Linked DNA regions of Mus musculus: all the other regions are linked to region 4. A link is a contact called in public HiChIP or PLAC-seq and promoter capture Hi-C data. All regions are on one chromosome and are shown on one strand. Each heading gives the region's core, a stretch centred on a gene start, on an enhancer-like site or on the middle of the called end of the contact. The rest is flanking DNA. Distances are from core to core; before and after follow the strand shown.

Evidence for each region. Promoter capture Hi-C pulls out the DNA fragments that hold promoters and counts their contacts. HiChIP or PLAC-seq counts read pairs in DNA pulled down with a chosen protein or histone mark. Capture Hi-C pulls out chosen DNA fragments and counts their contacts.
Region 1: a promoter capture Hi-C map of pre-B cells shows a contact between it and region 4, with 2.5 times the contacts expected there. The contact joins the enhancer-like site here to the promoter of Gpx4 in region 4. A contact is called at or near these places in 5 of 39 promoter capture datasets (cranial neural crest, embryonic stem cells, frontonasal cranial neural crest and 2 more), 2 of 115 datasets of contacts at active chromatin or transcription factors (extraembryonic endoderm stem cells and pancreatic cancer cells) and 3 of 9 other capture datasets (adipose tissue, liver and pancreatic islet).
Region 2: a contact with region 4 is called in a FOXA1 HiChIP or PLAC-seq map of pancreatic cancer cells. The contact joins the promoter of Ndufs7 here to the promoter of Gpx4 in region 4. A contact is called at or near these places in 11 of 39 promoter capture datasets (the 3T3-L1 cell line, cranial neural crest, embryonic stem cells and 5 more), 11 of 484 Hi-C or Micro-C datasets (the C10 cell line, the C2C12 cell line, CD4 T cells and 8 more), 4 of 115 datasets of contacts at active chromatin or transcription factors (embryonic limb bud, embryonic stem cells and pancreatic cancer cells) and 3 of 9 other capture datasets (adipose tissue, liver and pancreatic islet).
Region 3: a promoter capture Hi-C map of liver shows a contact between it and region 4. The contact joins the promoter of Pwwp3a here to the promoter of Gpx4 in region 4. A contact is called at or near these places in 2 of 39 promoter capture datasets (both in liver), 2 of 484 Hi-C or Micro-C datasets (embryonic stem cells and muscle stem cells), 2 of 115 datasets of contacts at active chromatin or transcription factors (embryonic stem cells and pancreatic cancer cells) and 3 of 9 other capture datasets (adipose tissue, liver and pancreatic islet).

What each region holds. Positions count from the first base shown.
Region 1 is chr10:79,801,140-79,804,134 of GRCm38.p6, forward strand. All of the region lies in intron 1 of Palm (paralemmin), which reads left to right. Gm40713 (a long non-coding RNA gene) reads right to left here. Exons shown (of 4, transcript XR_871867.3): 2 at 785-1,343. Among named protein-coding and RNA genes, the nearest start is that of Gm40713, 4.4 kb to the right of the region's middle. Within about 2 kb of position 1,357, at least 100 of the 459 cell types and tissues checked have an H3K27ac peak or open chromatin away from gene starts, as enhancers often do. A contact at or near this core is called in adipose tissue and liver, where this site is marked.
Region 2 is chr10:80,247,990-80,250,918 of GRCm38.p6, forward strand. Ndufs7 (NADH:ubiquinone oxidoreductase core subunit S7) reads left to right here and starts at 1,460. Exons shown (of 8, transcript NM_029272.4): 1 at 1,460-1,502. The coding sequence starts at 1,487. It overlaps n-TFgaa3 (a tRNA gene), which reads right to left and starts at 1,047; the gene lies at 975-1,047. It overlaps n-TNgtt7 (a tRNA gene), which reads left to right and starts at 1,170; the gene lies at 1,170-1,243.
Region 3 is chr10:80,225,021-80,227,940 of GRCm38.p6, forward strand. It overlaps Pwwp3a (PWWP domain containing 3A, DNA repair factor), which reads left to right and starts at 1,578. Exons shown (of 14, transcript NM_023431.5): 1 at 1,578-1,684.
Region 4 is chr10:80,052,101-80,054,870 of GRCm38.p6, forward strand. Gpx4 (glutathione peroxidase 4) reads left to right here and starts at 1,465. Exons shown (of 7, transcript NM_008162.4): 1 at 1,465-1,615; 2 at 2,414-2,508; 3 at 2,600-2,744. The coding sequence starts at 1,532.

The DNA of each region.
Region 1 (2,995 bases), core at 107-2,606, 250 kb before region 4:
AGCAGGAAGGTTGAGACCCACCGCGCCACAACACCCCACTACCCCAAAATGAAGCTCCCACCGGCAGCAGTCACTCCACCCTAGGTCTTCAGCTTCCAGTCTCCGGATGGAGCCCCACACTGTGCAGGGGTGCGGCCGCTCCTGTCGTTCCGTCACTCCGTGCCGTGACATATGCTGAAGCTTTGCGCTTTTTGTTCTTTTTTTTTTTTTAAGATTTATTTATTTTATGTATGTGAGTACACTGTAGCTGAACAGATGGTTGTGAACCTTCATGTGGTTGTTGGGAATTGAATTTTTAGGACCCCTGCTCACTCCTCACTCCAGTCAACTCCGTTCGCTCCAGCCCAAAGATTTATTTATTATTATACATTGTAGCTGTCTTCAGACACGTCAGAAAAGGGCGTCAGATCTCATTACGGTTGGTTGTGAGCCACCATGTAGTTGCTGGGATTTGAACTCAGGACCTTCAGAAGAGCAGTCAGTGCTCTTACCCGCTGAGCCATTTTGCCAGCCTGCTCTTTTTGTTCTTATGGGACACAAAAAATGATGAAGTGTCATGAGTCATGGAGGTTAGGGCTAAGGAGTGTTTGAGCTGAGAATTAAGATGGTCAGGGGTGGCCTGGGTGAGATCTGGGGGAGGCAGAATGGCAAGCACCAAGGTTCAGGGGACACAGCAGGCTCCAGATGTTTGAGGATCGCTCCTGGAAGTGTTGGGGGGGGGGGGGAACGACGTGTCTGTGGAAACTGATCTCTGCATTAGAATATGCCTGAGTTTTCATTTCACCTGTGAGGATCCAGGGCAGGGTCCAGCTTCTCATCCAACCACAGGTTAGTGGCCAAAGTCTCCATTCCCCTGGCATGGGCCTGCCCTGCTGGGAGATGACTGAGTCTCCCCTCCAGCCTGAGGAGACTCCCTGCAGAGCTCCCTGGGGGAAGAGGCTGTGCCCAGCTTATCTTGGGGGATGGAAAGGCTGGAGCTGATGAAAAGAAGGGAAAGCCAGCCTAAGGGATAGGGTTAGGTTAGGGTTTAGAGCCTGGGGTGGTGGTGGTGGTGGTTTGCGTGTTTCTAAATGTGTCAAATAGTAAGAGCCCAGGAGACACGGGGTGCTCCGAGGGGAGGGGGTGCCAGACAGGTGGATTGGGCAACCCCACACTGGAGGCTTCAGTGGGGGAAGGGCTGCCCTGTCAGTCCCCACTCATCACCGCCCCCTCCCCTCCCGGCCAAGGTTACCATCAGCGCTTTCCTTTCATTTAGCTTCAGGAATGTTCTGGGCACTGGGCTCCATGCCTGACCAGCTTGATCCCTCTCATTGCTGCCCTGCCGGACACTGGAGCTGCCCAGGCTGTGGAAGGAGAAGCATGGTCAACACCCCCTGTGCCCCTCCCCCACCCCATCCCTGCCTGAGCCGCCCTGGCCGCTGGGTGACCTTGGGCCTGTTGCATAACCTCTCTGGGCCTTGCAAAAACAAAACTGGAAGCCAAGGCTTGGGCTGGGCTGTCACTGGCTTCCCATTATCTCATCTGGAGCTGAATTATCTCAGGAGCTGGGAGATGAGGCCCTCCCTGGTCCTCAACCGCCCACACAAAGCAGCAAAGGAGCCCAGATCCCCCACTGGGTGCCCGAAAATAATCCCCAGAAGGTGCGACTCCTTGAGTGGCAGGCTGAATGGGCATGGGGTGCTCCGAGCTGGTGCCCACTGTCTCCATCTCCAGAGGCACCAGGACAGGCTCAGCAGAGACCACAAGTCACCTGGCTGGGGACACACAGCTGGCAGCACGCCATCTGTCTCACTAAAACTAAATGTCAGCTTCTCCATGCTTATACAAGACCTTTGTAGATATGGCCTCTATTTGGTGTTTCCCAGCCCCTACCCCAATCCAAAGGTCATCCCACGGGGGTTTCTCGCAGGGTGTGTGTAGCCCAGGCTGGCCTCAAGCTTACTGAAAGTTCCCTTGCTTAGCCTCCCAAGCACAGGGATGGTAGACATCCGCCACTGTGCCCCGCTCTATTTGCACACACACACACATATAAAATAAAACCTTTTTTGTTTTGGTTTGGTTTGTTTTTTGAGACATTGTTTCTCTTTCCCAGAACTTGCTCTGTAGACCAAGCTGGTCTCGAACTCAGAGATTTGCCTGCCTCTGGGGTGCTGGGATTAAAGGCTTTTGCCACTATGTCCCTGCTTATTTTTATTTTTATTTTTGGAGATAAGAGTCCCACATAGCCCAGGCTGCTTCCCAGCTCTCTGTGTAACTAGGGATGACCTTGAACTGACTCCCGGAACCCCATCCTCCTGAATGCGGGGATGACCTGGGCCTCTTACATGTTTGGAGCAACTCCCACCATCTCTACCTCAGCCCCAAAGTCTCTTTTCACTCTGTATTTTGATACCGGGTCACACCAAGTTTTTCAGGCTGGCTTTGAACTCACTATCCTCCTGCCTCAGTGTGTCTATTGCTGAAATCACAGGCTGCGCCTGTAGATATGATTTGGGCTTAATGATTTGCATATTTCTTCCCTCTTAACCTTCATTGCCTTGTCCGGACCCTTTCTAGGGAGATGTGTGGGCACGCCAAAACCAAAATAGGAGTAAAACGCCCTCTCCCCGCACCCCTTAAAGCTACTGGATGTCTCGCAGCCCCCTAGCACTGGGCCGGGGGTGGATGCTCAGCGCAGGCTCCACCTCCACACTCGGGGCCTCGCGTTGCCATGGGGACAGCGAGGTTGCCAGGGCGACCGCCTCCCGCGGGCCCGCCATCCACCGTGGCAGTGGCGCCTGGGGGTGGGGAGGGGTGCGCAGGGAGGGCTCAGCTGCGCGCACTGTACTTGTGACCAAGCAGCGACAATATGGAAAAGGAAGGGACTGAGGGATGGAAGTTGTCTTCTTGGGACATTGCCTCTATGTCGGCTGGCTGTGTCCGCTTGACTTTCATCAGGCCCTGGACTGGGGACAGGCCGTCCAGCTGAGGACACTGACGGCTTTGTTGTCTCACC
Region 2 (2,929 bases), core at 210-2,709, 200 kb after region 4:
TGCTCATGCAAATGTGCAGCATGAGCCATTGGTACCCATGCCTGGGACAACTTTCGGACTCCAGTTCTCTCCTGCCACCTTGTGGGATCTAGAGATCTAACTCAGGTCTAGCAGCAGTCAACTGCTTTTATCCACTGAACCAGTTCAGACCTTTATCATTCTCATTATCATGGTTGGCCTTGAGTTTGCTGTCTAGCCAAGGACTCCTAACTCTCCTGCCTCAACCTCCCCAGGGCTGGAATGACAGGCACGCCACACATGCCTTGTTTATGTGGTGCCGAGGTGGAACCAGGGTCTTCTGCGTGATAGGAGAGAGTGCTCACTAACCACCTACATTTATTCATTTTACTTTATTATTTTATGTGTGGGTGTTTTGACTGCATGCATGCCTGGTGCCTGGAGAGATCAAAAGAGCCATCAGAGACCCATGAATTGGAGTTTTAGAAGGTTATGGGATGCTGGGAATTGAATTCCCATTCTTTTGAAAGAGGAACCAATGCTCTGCTGAGCCATTTTAAAAAAATGTTACCTTTGGGAGGCAGAGGCAGGTGAATTTCTGAGTTCAAGGCCAGCCTGGTTTACAGAGTGAGTTCCAGGACAGCCAGGACTATACAGAGAAACCCTGTCTCGAAAAACCAAAAAAGAAAAAAAAAAAAAAGTTACTTAACAACATCATTACCAACAACAATAATAATTTTGGCTTTTTGAGAGGAAGAACTTGTCCTCGTACACATCCTCCTGCTTCTCTGGGGTGCTAGTCTGACAGGTGTGTAAACAATTCACCCCGATACTTTTACATTTCATAGTCAGTAATGGCTTTAGACCTATTAATTGGAAGAATGCAGGACTGATTGCTAATATGTAAATAGAACGTAAAAGTTCAACATTGGATTGGACTAATTCAAGACTGTGGTTCAAAACGAATCAAAAATCTCAAAAACGGAAGACAGGTTCATCAATGAGTTAAAAACACTTGCCGAAACCCGGGATCGAACCAGGGACCTTTAGATCTTCAGTCTAACGCTCTCCCAACTGAGCTATTTCGGCGACGCGCTGTTTGTCGGTAACACCCTCCCTCCGCCCCGTGCCATTGCTTTAGCGCGCAAGCGCACTTCACAATTTGTCTGTCAAACCTTGTAGGGTTATACTATAAGCAGCTGACTAATGTCGTCTCTGTGGCGCAATCGGTTAGCGCGTTCGGCTGTTAACCGAAAGGTTGGTGGTTCGAGCCCACCCAGGGACGACCACAGCGACTTTTTCATTCCCTAATACTGAATAAAGTGGAAGTTCTTTATTTTGTCGCTGTTTCCTGTTTGTCACAGGACGACCGTGGCGCACTCTGCGCGGACGCGACCACAGGTATAAAGCGGGTCAGAACCACTCGGCTTGTGGTGCGGGTTTCCGCTGGTGTCTATTTGGGCGTTGGACTAGAACCGGAACTCTTTGGAGGACGGACCGCAGAGGTTGTCTGAAGGCCGAGGCCAAGATGGCGGCGCTGGCGGGTGAGTGAAGCCCTTGCGGTCGGGAGAGTGGCGTAGTCCTGGGCTCCGAGCTGGCGCTGCGGGGACCTTGGAGCCCAAGCCTAGTGTTGAGAGGCGTTGGGACCGTAGAGACCTATAGGTCAGATCCCAGCCCTCGGTAATGTCGGTGTCTAGCATTAGGCCGAAGCATGTTTGAATTCACGTTACACAGTTCTGCATGGTCTACATAGCAAGTTGCAGGCCTCCTGCTATCGTCCCTGATTATAGTCGGGAACGCTGAGGCCTGTGTATCTTCCAACCTCAGGAAGCTGACTGCAGAAACCCGGCTGATGTCCCCGAAGCACAGAGTGGGACAGGGGAGAGGCCCAGGACACTTAGGCCACCCACCCGGTGGCTCTTTCCATCTCATCCCCAACCTGGACAGCTAGCAAGGGCCTCTAGAGCAGATGTCTTAGTTTCCCTGCCAAAGCTTTGGTGTCTTTCTCTTTATGTACAGGGATTAAACACCTGTGCAGTTTGGTAGACGTGAGCGACAGTTGCTAAGTGGAACCTCCCATCGCCTAGCAGGTTGCAGTGTTAACATAAGGAGTGGGAGAACTCAGGAAGTCGGGTCTAACTCCTTCTGTGTTTTGTTGTTGCTTTGAGACAGTGTCTGATGGGTCCTAGCTCAAACTCTATACTGTGGGTGATCTTGAAGGCTTCATCCGAATGCCTTCACTGCTAATGCTGGGATGGCAGGTGTGCACAGTCAAGCCCATTTATACAGCACCAGGGATGGAACTAAGAGCTTGGTGCATGCCAGGCAGGGACTCTGCCAACACAACTCCAGCCCCAAATGCCTGCTTTGGAGACAGGATCTCATGTATAAGAGGCTGACTTTGAACTCCTGATCCTCCAGGCTCTGACCCCAAATACTAGGATGACAGACTTACTACTATACCCAACATTATTTTTTCTTTTAAAGATAGGGTCTTCCTGTGTGGCCTAGAGTCATATCAAACTCATGTTCCTGCTACAGTCTCTCATTGCTGGGGTTACAGACCCCACCACTGTACCCAGCCCAGCTGTGATGTAGCCCCCTTGAAGAGTGGAGGGCTTGGTGATTCGTGGTGTTGACTGCTGGCGCCTGAATTCACTCAGGCTCAGCTGTGATCTTGCTGGTGACAGTTAATAGACCTTACTGTGGTCCTATTTGAAGGAGAAACTAACACCTTAGAGACAACAAGGAGGATGTTTGCTGTAAGGCATTGTACTGTACAGCTGTGATCCCATCCCTTGGGACGCTGAGGCAGGATGAGCCTAGCCTGGGCTATACTGGATCCCTGCTTCAAAAGAAGGGCACTAAGATTTCTGGGAGTTCCAGGCCGGCCATGGATACATAGTAATACCATTTTAAAAGGCAGGAAGAGGAGGAGGCCTGGAGATGTGGTCCAGTGTTAAAACATTCA
Region 3 (2,920 bases), core at 328-2,827, 170 kb after region 4:
GAGGTTACTAAATGGATGGGTTGATTAGTAAACGGCTAAACTGATGAATGGGTTGGTTAACTGGTGACTGGGTTTAACTAATTCCTTACATTACCATCTTTTGCTCACTGCTTCTGCTTCAATTGTGAACCTATAGAACCAACCTTGCTGAGAGACCTGGCCATCCCATGCATCCCACGGACACGCTCACACCACCCACTCACCCACATCCCCTCCACCACGCATAACCTCCAAGCTTATGCAGACCAGTAATGCTTGGTGGTGACAATGTGACAATCCTCACTTCAAGAGAATTACCTGAGAATCAGTGGCCTAGAACACACACACACTGCCCACTTTGGCCAGTGCTGTCAGGAGACCCTAGTACTGCCATCTAAGCTTCTGGGCCTGGGATTCCTGACCCCATGTCACTTGTGGCACAAGCCACCATCCTAATGACACCCAGGGTGCAGGCCCGTCATCTCACCTCTGTGGCCAACAACAACACTTGTTCTCCATCTGTAATAAGCACAGTAGAAAAACACTTAGGTTGGAGAGATGGCTCTTCCAGAGGATGGAGGTTCAAATCCCAGCACCCACGTGGCCCCTCACAACTTCCTGTAGTACTCCAAGATCTGATGGCTTCACACAGACATGCATGCAGGCAAACGCCAATGCGCATGAAATGGGAATAAGTAAACCATTTTAAAAAGGAAAAACAGTCATGAGAGACCAGGTCAGTGACATTGCTCAGGTGAGCAGCCTAACTGCCTTAGTTAAGAATTTGAGTGTGAACCTCACCTGCAGTGGTGGCACACGCCTTTAATCCCAGCATTTGGCAGGCAGAGGCAGGTAGAGTTTGAGGCCAGCCTGGTCTCTACAAAGTGAGTACCAGGACAGCCACAGCTATACAGAAAGATCCTGTCTCAAAAAAACAAAAACAAAAACATTTGTCGGCAGCCAAACTGGAAACTTCCAGTTCTAGAAAAGTCCATGGATACAGGTCCTGGATGCAGCCCCCCTCCCTCCCAGTCGCTGACTATGCTTGGGGACCTAGGTATGAGGCCATCTCACATTCTATTTTCCACTTCAGGACTTGGGCATCCTCACTGGATGGCTTTTTTTTTTTCCCACATAGGTGGGATAACTTCCTTCTGGGGTGGGAATCGGGTTACTTCGGAAGCTGGAAGGTACTAGAAGTCTGTGAGGAGCTCGTGAGGCCTTCGCCTTCCCAACCCCCCTCTGTCTTCGCATAGCTGCTCGCAGGCGGAAATCTGTCTGGAAAAAGGGCCCACTTTCCGTCTCAGGAACCATTGCAGGATGTAGGAAAACTGGGGCGTGGACTACGGGCTGAGGCGTGGTCTAGGGAGGCCGCCGCCGTCTGTGGGAGGGGCCATGATGTGAGCTCCATCTTCTTATTGGCCAGCAGCGGGGGGTGGGACTTGGAGCGGGCCTCCCGGTCTACCCTGCCTCGGGCCCAGGGGGAGCCCTCGCCGCGCACTCCACAAGTTGGGCAGGAGGGAAGGCGGTGGAGGGCGTGACCGATGGGCTGAGGCGTGGCCCGCAGGAGGTGGCGCGCTCTTGGGGGGCGGGGTCGAGGCGCAGGTACGCAGTTCCCATTGGGCGGCGGCGCGGGCGGGACTCGGCGCCGCTGTGAGGCAGGCCCCGCCCCTAGCCCGCGGGGATCTGCGCGGCGGCGGAGGCGGTGAGCGCGCGGGCTTGCGGCGGCGGTTGGCGGGCGGGCTTCCGCCGTTGGGACCGCCGCGGCCTGGTCGCTCAGGCTCGGACGCCGCGTCAGGCGGGCTGGGTGGGTGAGCCCGCTGCGGCCTGGGGAGGGCCGGGCGGGGTGCAGGCGGAGAGCCTGGGGAAGGGCGGCGGCTGGGCTGGACCAGCTGGGCCGCGTCCGGTTCTGCGCAGGGCCCACGTGCGGCCGAGGCCCCTGGGGGGCTGAGAACCTCGTTTCCTGGTGCAAACCCTGTGTTTCTGACCTAAGTCCCCTTCTCTGCAGCCTGAGCCCCATCCCTGCCGAGAGCCTCGTATTTCCGGCCTGATCCCTATCTTCTGCAGCCTGAACCCCGTATTTCCGGCCTTATATCTCTCTTCTGCAACCTGAGCCCCGAGTTTCCTACCTTATACCCCTTTTTTGCAGCCTGAACCCGTGTCCTTGCTAAGACCCCGAGTTTCCTGCTGGAGGCCCCTTATTGACCGGATACCTCGACCTCTGCAGTATCAACCCAACATTACACACATACACACACACACCCCGTGCCGCCTGAATCGTGAATTTACTGCTTGGTACCCTGTCTCAGCAGCCTGAATTTATGTCCTTGCTGAAAATTCTGGATTTCTTGCCTTATTTCTTCCCTTTGACCCCCTCTCTGCAGTCTAAGCCCCCAATTTGCTGCTCGAACCTTATCCCTGTTGTGAACTCTGAGTTTCATGTCAGAATCGCAGTCTCCGCGCCCAAACTCCCTCTAGCCTGACCTCCCATTCATTGCTGTAAACCCTATATTTCCTGCTGAACTCAAGTTTCTGCAGCTTGAATCTCAGTTCCTCTGTGAACCCCATCTTTGTTTCCCTACTGCAAACCCCACCTCTTTTACCTGACTCCTACCTGAACCTCTTTCTTTGCTATGGACATATTTGCTGCCCAAACCCCAGTCCTTGTTACCTGAGCCTCATCTTTTGTTGTCTGAGTTCCCATAACGCTGCAGAGCCCTTGTTATCTCCTGAAACCCCACCCTGCTTTAATGAACTCCCATCCTTGCTGGGAACCCTGTTCCCCCAACTCTGCTGCCTGTAATCCCTCTGGAAAACCTTTCCTGCTTCTACGATCCCTTCTACTACATAAACCCTTGTTTCTGCTGGTAGTTCCCTTGTTCCTGCCGTCCTTCCTGCTGCTTTGGTCCCCCTTCCCCCATCTTTCCATTTCTGTTCACAG
Region 4 (2,770 bases), core at 215-2,714:
GACCCAGATCCCCGGGAGGGCTCCTGTCTCGCGGATGGCTTACTCCAGGGTTCAGAAAAAGAGGATTGAAGGGATTAGAGTCCAGGCGAGGGCGTGGACAGGCAGCTGAGCTGAGGAATGTCCTGAGTCACTCCTGTGACACGGGGAGGGCAAAGGGCCCAGTGCTGGGCTGAGAGCTGTGGGGGCTGGACAAGGCCATAGGTGAAGTTGCAGGAGGAACTGTTGGGCCTTCAGCTTCTCACTTAGGCCCCTAAGACCTGTGGCTTCTTTGATGTAGGCAGGGACCTCTGAGGACAATAGTAACTATTTATATGTCTCTTGCCACCTTGCTTTCCTGACACAGGGTTCACTGTAGCCTTGGCTGACCTGGAACTTGCTTACCAGACCAGGCTGCCCTCTAGGCTCCAAGGGCTGGGGCTAAGAGTGTGACCACTAGGCCCATCTCCATCTTGGTTTTGAGGCAGGTTCTCTCTCTGACCACGAGTACTTGGGTGACCTGACTTAGCTGCAGGGATGCTCCAGCCTCGGAATCGCAGGTTCTGGAATTACAAGAGCATCCTTGTGCACCAGATTGCGTGGGTGCTTCGATTGGGACATAGTCCTGTGTTTTCATGGCAATGGCTTTCTCACCAAGCCCTCTTATCACCCCCTCAAATCAACTTCACAGGAATCAATATCTACAGGTGACAAGATAGGGCCTGGTGTCATTGACCTATCTATCACCCTAGTACCTAGGAGTCTAAGGCAGGATTGCTGAGTTCTAAGACCGGCTGAACTGTAAAATTGGGGGTCGAGGGGGGGGGGAGAAGCTACATCTGGGGTTCGGGACTCAATGGGTTGAGAGCCCTCACTTGCATGCTGCAGGTTCTGGGTTCCATCCCTACACCTCATGGCAGCACACTTTTGCCATTCCATAGTTTAGGTTAGCCTGAGCTACAGGAGGCAACCTCTGATAAAGAAAATAGAAATGGAAGGGATGTGGGGATTGGCCGACACCGAGATCCCAGCACTCAGTAGGCTGAGGCTGGCGGTCCAGGGGTTCAAGGTCATCCTCTGCTATATAAACAGTCCAAGGCTAGCCTGGGTTACATGAGATTCTGTTTCCAGTAGAAAAAGGAGACTCCTGTACTTTCAAAGGGGCTCTTTAAGGGGATGACTTTGACACGCTTTCTATTCCCAGAGGTTCCCCAAAGCGCCCTGGCACCCTGCTCCGCTGCAGGCAACCTCGCGGATAACTGTCCACAGCCCTCCAACGCGTCGTCCGCGAGAACGCGGCTCCCGTTTCTCCCGCGTCCCTATCACTGGGCATGCGCAGTTGCTGATAACAACAAACTCGTAAGCCCAGCCCCGCCCAAGCCGTCCCTTCATTCAGGCTTCCCATTGGCTGCAGGGGCCTCGCGTCTTAGCGCAGGCGCATCTGACCAATAAGAGACGTCAGTGGGCGTGCCCGAGGGCGGGCAAGCCATACTCGGCCTCGCGCGTCCATTGGTCGGCTGCGTGAGGGGAGGAGCCGCTGGCTCCGGCCGCCGAGATGAGCTGGGGCCGTCTGAGCCGCTTACTTAAGCCAGCACTGCTGTGCGGGGCTCTGGCTGCGCCTGGTCTGGCAGGCACCATGGTGGGCTACTGGGAACTTGGAGGATCGCGGGTGGGGGCGGGGTTCGGAGTCGGGTCACCGTATCCAGGGTGGAGATCAGGGGTCGTGGGATCGGTTAGCTAGAGAAGGGGGCACCCAGGTGGGAAAGCGGAGCCTGATAGGCATCTCCGGGGTTGAACAAGGCTAGGCCTCGGCGCGGGAGGTCCTTGGGCGGTGAGAACCGGTGTCGGGGTCACCATAGCGGGCTCTGACCTGGTCACGCGCCCTGCCCGGCCTGGTGCGTCACAGTCGGCGGCGCCTTGGCTACCGGCTCTTTGTCCCCGCGCTGTGCTTGGGACGCACAGACCGGCGGGCATGGGCCGCGCGGCCGCCCGCAAGCGGGGACGCTGCAGACAGCGCGGCGGATCCCCGAGAGGCCGGCGACGCCGTGGACCTGGACGCCAAAGTCCTAGGAAACGCCCGGGCCCTCGGCGAAGGAAAGCGCGCGCGCGCCGCCGCAGGAGGGCGCGCCCTCGCCGGATGGAGCCCATTCCTGAACCTTTCAACCCGGGGCCTCTGCTGCAAGAGCCTCCCCAGTACTGCAACAGCTCCGAGTTCCTGGGCTTGGTGTGCGGCCAGGGATACCCCTGCCGTCCTCTTCCCTGGTAGCATATTCTAGGGGTGTCCACAGATCTTATCAGGACGACCTGAAAGGGGCGTACTTAATGGAAGGAACCTTGAGACTCCTCCACCTAGTGCCCCAGGACTTTCTTTCTTTGGCACCGGATTCTTCTCCCCTAGGGGACCTGGGTTAGGACACTCAGTTTTCCTGTTTTACAGTGTGCATCCCGCGATGATTGGCGCTGTGCGCGCTCCATGCACGAATTCTCAGCCAAGGACATCGACGGGCACATGGTCTGCCTGGATAAGTACAGGTGGGTTTCTAGTCATATGGGCGGTGTGCATGGCTGGTCTGAAAATGGGGATTTCCTGACTGGCTTCATTCCCACTCTTTCTCTCTCCCAGGGGTTTCGTGTGCATCGTCACCAACGTGGCCTCGCAATGAGGCAAAACTGACGTAAACTACACTCAGCTAGTCGATCTGCATGCCCGATATGCTGAGTGTGGTTTACGAATCCTGGCCTTCCCCTGCAACCAGTTTGGGAGGCAGGTGTGTGGCTGTTCCCCAGGCAATGC